Linked DNA regions of Rattus norvegicus: region 2 is linked to region 1. Evidence: chromatin contacts called from public Hi-C data. All regions are on one chromosome and are shown on one strand. The core of a region is the stretch at or near the end of the contact, and the rest is flanking DNA. Distances in the headings are between cores, read along the strand shown.

Region 1 (2,679 bases), core at 93-2,592:
TGCCTGAACCGATTCAATTCCAATAAAATTGGCCTCGAAAATGCAGATTCCATGTCAATAGGTCTACCTGAACTTTAATAATCCACAAATTTGGGTTTTAAAGGAAGGTTTATCAATTTGCATGCAAGTGTATCTGTGTGTCTGTATGGACATGCATGTGGGAGTGCCCACAGAACCTAGAGGAGGAAACCCCAGAACTAGAGTTGCAGGTGATCGTAGGCCACTGTTCGTGGGTGCCTGGAACTTGGGTTCTCTTCAAGAACACTACATGCTCTTACCCTCTGAGCCATCCTTCCAGCCCTACAAAATATGAATCTTAACAAACATGTCATAATTATTAAACGCTGTTATTCTTAACCTTTTCATTTGGAACAGCCTTGGGTGCTGCAGTCTTCTTAGGGAAAATCTTTCCAGGAAGCCAGTTACAGATCTGGCTGATGCGTTTTGCACAGAATACAGAAATCCAGACCCAAGAAAGCCAGCTTCCCATGGTTAGTAACTTGTAATAAGTGTTATACCCAGCACAGCAGGCACAAAAGGGGAAAGAGAGTTCACCTCCATAGACATCGTGAACAGATGTCAAAGCCACTGTAAGTGGGCAGTGTCCTTAGAATGCTGTCTTCCTTGTTCCTGCCTTGGCTCCTGGTGCCTCAGCCCTGGTGCCTCCCTTAAAAGCCTATCAATTGTGCTGCCTGTCTTGACCCCTGTGGTCTGAAGGTGCCATCATCACAGCAGGGGAGACAGCAGTGAGCACTGTACTGTGCTGGCCACTCTGAGCATTAACTTCGTGGCCTGAGAAGGGACCAGTCCCCACCCCCACTTTCCCTGCAGTGCACTAGAAACTTCAAGAGTTCCTGGGGATAGCACGCATAAAAGCCAAGCTCCCAACTCCTGCCCTCTGTGTTGCTTGTTAGTTAAGGGGTGTCTTGTCCCCAGCAGGCAGGTCATACACCTGACTATGTGCCCTGGCCAACGTTGAGGGTTTGTTGTTTCCTCCAATGTTGATTTTCTTGTATGGTTTACTGGGTGGACACCTTGATAAATTGCTTGCCTTCTCTGGACCGTCTTCATTAACTTGGGGACAGGCGGAAGGAGGCCAGATCAGGTTTGGTCAAGGTTTGGGAATTCCAAAATGTTCAGTGCACACTCCATGAAGCCTTCAAAGTCCTAGCTCTGTGCATGACTTCCGTCCCCACCGCGCTTCTCTGGGCAAGCAAGCGGGATCCTGGTTGGTGTGCTGGGCGTGGCACAGCAACCAGGAGCAACTTCAACTGTGTGGCTTTGGGACACTGCCACTCCCCTCTGAATCTCAATAGCCTAGTCTGTCCTATAAGGAAACCCCAGCTATCCCAGGCGGCCCTAAGGTTGTGGAGCTCTGTGTCTGCATGCAGGACTTTCCTCGCGTGTTACATAAGGCCCTGGGGTGGCGAGAAGAAGGGGGCGTAGGGAGGCGCGGCGGGAACCAGCGGCGAGGTGGGGCACCGCGCGTGGGGGAGCGCAGGGCGCGGCGGAGTCGGGTTTCAGAGCGCGGGTGACTCAGGCACGGGCGGCAGCCGGGATCCCGCCGCCGCCGCCGAGCGCCGCCTTTGTTCCGCGGGCAAAGTGGAGCTGGGGTCCGGCAGCTGCACCATGACACACAGGTAGGACCCGCGCCCCACGGCCCCTGAGCCTTGGTCTCGCCGCCCGACCCCCACCTCACCTTCTCTGCCACCGCTTCTTGCAGGAGGACCGCGCAGGGCCGGCGCCCGAGGTGGCTGCTCTCCATCATCTCCACGCTGCTTTCCACCGTCCTGCAGACGCGCGCCGCGACAGGTAAGCCACAGCCGCCGTTTGCGCGCCCGGGTGCTGGGGCGCCTCATTCCTGGACATAAAAGGGAGTCCTTGCTTGGTGCAGCGCACAGGCGGTCTTGCCCCGTGTCCTCCCGGCCCCCCGGGTTCCTGGGCTCTGAGGCGTTTGCTTCAGCCAGGGCACACAGAGTATCTGAGCTGGATGTGGCTCCTCGGAGAAGGCAGAGAGGGACTTTAGTTGTACAGTGACACCACACTGCCAGTGGGAACAGTATCCCAAAGCGCGCTGAGGTCCTGCACACTGGGCTGTGAGTTGAGCAGATCCATGGGAAACAAGGTCTCCGGCAGAGATACCTTGACGTCCTGGTTGTTCCTAACAGAACAGAACAGAGTCGCTAGCCCACTTGATTCAGCCAGAGTCCTGAGAGGTCCCCATCCCTGCAGAACAGAGGTGCAGTGGATGATGGACTAAGCCTGAGAAACTGATCTTTCTTTCTCTTCTGAGGGCATCAGAAGCTTGAGTTAAAGTGGGTCTGACTTAAAGTCAAGCTGCCTGGGTGTGAATCGCTCCTCTGCCGGGTGACTGTGGGCAATACTTTTCACTCTGAGTGCCTCAGTTTCCTCATCTGAAAGGAAGGATTAACTAGACTCTCATAGTTCCCAGAAAGGTTGAGAAGTGTAATGGACAGAGGGAAAATAATGTCCTTTCCATGCTTCTGGGTACTTAGCAGGCAGAAGGAAAGATACCTTTCTCTTCACAGAAATGTGTGTGTTGAAAAGCACTCTTTGAGAGGCTTAGGAAGTGGTAACTATGAAAACCAGAACTCAAACCCAGTTTGGCATGTTCTTGTCCTCCCTCACCCGTTGCATTGAAGACGCTTGGAGCCAGAG
Region 2 (2,679 bases), core at 120-2,619, 45 kb after region 1:
CACTACCCGGAGTAGGTCTTAGCCCTGTTGCTCCTGGCTACTGGCCTTCAGCAGGAGACCTAATGTTTCCAAGACAGCTTCTCCCATTAGTGCAGAACTTGCCTGCTCTGTGGATTGGTCTGAGAGGTGGACAAGCCACATGGTCCAAACACTCAAGTAGACCTTGGTCCACAGCAGTGATGGGTGAAGGTTTATGGTGGTCACTGCAGACTAGCTGGTGAGGATTTCAAGAAGCCAGAAAGCTCAGGGCCAGACTCAATGCAGCACACAGTGGGTTCCCTGTTCCTTTTGGAATCCCCTCCACACTGGCTTCCTGGTGTCCAGGTGTGCAAACACCCTATGGCTGTCCTCTGCTTAAGAGAATTCCCCTAGGTCCACCCTGTTGGTCCCAAAGCTGCTGGTTCCCAATGCCCACACAGCAGAAGCCATCCTCATGGTTCTTCTGTCCTCCTACAGATGTTCCTTCACTTAGTCTCTCACCGTCGAGCAGGTGCTGCTTTGAGATCAGTGTCATTTCAGAGAGGGCCCCTATTCTACAGGAGAGGGCATGGAGCAGCCATGTTGTGGTTGAGGCCACATAGCCTGGAGGTGACAGAGTCACATCTTGGGCCACAGATCCAGAGTGGTCGCCATCCCTCCACCTTGAAGGGCATCATGGCTCGTTTTGGTGCAGGGGATTTCCCTCTCGGTCTCAGACAGTTCCTCCTTTCTCTGTCTGTCTTCTCTCTTGGGCAGAATCTCACTTCCTCATTTTCAGCCTTTGTAGCTTGCTACCCTCCAGGACTTGGACCCTGACTGGCAGACAGAACCAGAGACAGCCTGTCCAGGTCTCCCCCTACCTCCCATTTAGGGTCAGCACCTCTGCTGCCCCGTGCCTGTCTCTCCTGCCGAGCCAGCCTCTCCTCAGGTGCTTACCTTCTGCTGAGTTAGAATTAACTTCTGTCTTTCAGCTCTGACTATACATGTGAGTCACCCGTATGCAAATGTGCATGGGATGGACAGAGGTCTTTAACAGAGCGGCTCCTGGTCTGCTTCCCTGGGGTGTTCAGTGTTTCTGAGCAAAGAACAAGAATCTACATTGGCAGGGAGCTCTGAGGGTGATTCCCAGACACAGCCAGGACCTCTTCCAACCACACCTAAGGGCTCTCGGCTTCCCAGACATACCATCTGGGACTTCCAATCCCGACAGCTCTGTGCAATTCTGTTTGCCTGGAACCCCCACCTCCACCCGCGCTTCCTTCCTTCTGGCAAATTCCTATCCACCTCAGGATCCAGGCCAAATCCTCTCCTGTGAGGCTACCCGCTGCCATGCCCTGCTCTCCAGCTTGGCTCTTGCTTCTGCTATCCTGTATGCTCAGTGACACAGCAGGTGGGGCTGGGCTGTGCCTCTCTGGGCTCTGGCAGGAGCTACGGTAACATAATGTGTCCCAGGGCTCGGCCCACAATTGGGCACACAGAAACCTATCTGTGAATGAGCACACCAGACTGTGACTGTGAGGGTGGGCAAAACCAAAGCAAGGCACACCAACACACCTCCATAATAATTTGAAAAGACACTAAAGTCTTCAGACTAGACCTGCCTACACCGCCAGAGCCCACACTTGGTTCTTCGTCTGTATTACTTCTGCAGCCAGGAGCTGTGTGATGAGGTGCCTCACTTTCTCCACAGGGTGAGATCCTGGAATCTCACCTTTCCCCAAAGCAGGGTCCAGGTAGCCATGGCTGCCTGCCTAAGATTTGGTTAGACTTTGGCTGAAAGGCTGGTCAGTGACTCTTACTGAGATCTCCTTGAGTAACAGCTCATCCTCCTTCAGGCTTGTCCTCCTGCTTGCCTCAGTCTTGCCTACTCCAAATATCTGTCCTGAGGCCCACATGTCTCACAATGTACCCTTGCTTCCAGCCATTGGTATCCCTGGAGGTTACAGTTGGGCAAGCATCCCTGGTCCATTAGGGACCCAGGGCAAAGAGACTCCTCCTGGAGCCCTCACAGGAGAAGAAGATACACACCCCTGGGTGGGCCATTCCTAGCTGGGCTTTACTACTTTTCCTGGGGGTTCCCACTCTTTCAGCACCCCTATCTGGCTCCTGCTATTTGGACTTTTTCAGTGCCTGGCTCAAGGCTCCTGGGCTGGGCCTCAGCATCCCACACTCTTCCGGCTACTCCCACGCTTGGCACTGACCTTGTCCCCCTTTTTAGATTTATTTTTATTTTATGTGTATGGGTGTTTTGCCTACATATATATTTGTGTATCACATATGTGCAGTGCCCACAGAGGCCAGAAGAGGGCATCAACTCCCCTGGAGTAAGAGCCAGTTATGCTGGGAATTGAACCTGGGTCCTTGGAAAACCTTGGAGCCTTCTTTTCATCTTCTGTGGAACATGTTTTATTGCCCCCCCCCATTATACAGAGGAGAAAACTGAGGCTTGGTGAGGCTGTGTGATTTGTCCAAAGTAGGTCAGCCAACTAAATAGAAAGCAGACATTCCACCCAAGTCTGACAGTAAGGACTGAACTGTGAACGCGGAAGTCCCAGGGCTCCTCCTAACAGTCCTCCCTGCTATGATGGGCTAAACATTTACCCAGTGGAGTCTACCATCAAGAGCTGTGCCTGGTCTTGTTAGGACGCCCAAAGAGTGCTGCGGCAGCAAATGAGCCTGAAACCCTAGTGTCTTAACACA

The links. Hi-C and Micro-C count contacts between places; a contact is called where the count stands out from the background.
Region 2: a Hi-C map of psoas muscle shows a contact between it and region 1, with 1.5 times the contacts expected there. The contact joins the enhancer-like site here to the promoter of Col15a1 in region 1.

Annotation. Positions count from the first base shown.
Region 1 is chr5:66,296,204-66,298,882 of GRCr8, forward strand. Col15a1 (collagen type XV alpha 1 chain) reads left to right here and starts at 1,343. Exons shown (of 40, transcript NM_001100535.2): 1 at 1,343-1,640; 2 at 1,724-1,812. The coding sequence starts at 1,630. LOC102551073 (a long non-coding RNA gene) reads right to left here and starts at 2,333. Exons shown (of 3, transcript XR_354003.5): 1 at 1,700-2,333.
Region 2 is chr5:66,341,047-66,343,725 of GRCr8, forward strand. All of the region lies in intron 5 of Col15a1 (collagen type XV alpha 1 chain), which reads left to right. Among named protein-coding and RNA genes, the nearest start is that of Col15a1, 45 kb to the left of the region's middle. Within about 2 kb of position 1,370, at least 23 of the 93 cell types and tissues checked have an H3K27ac peak or open chromatin away from gene starts, as enhancers often do.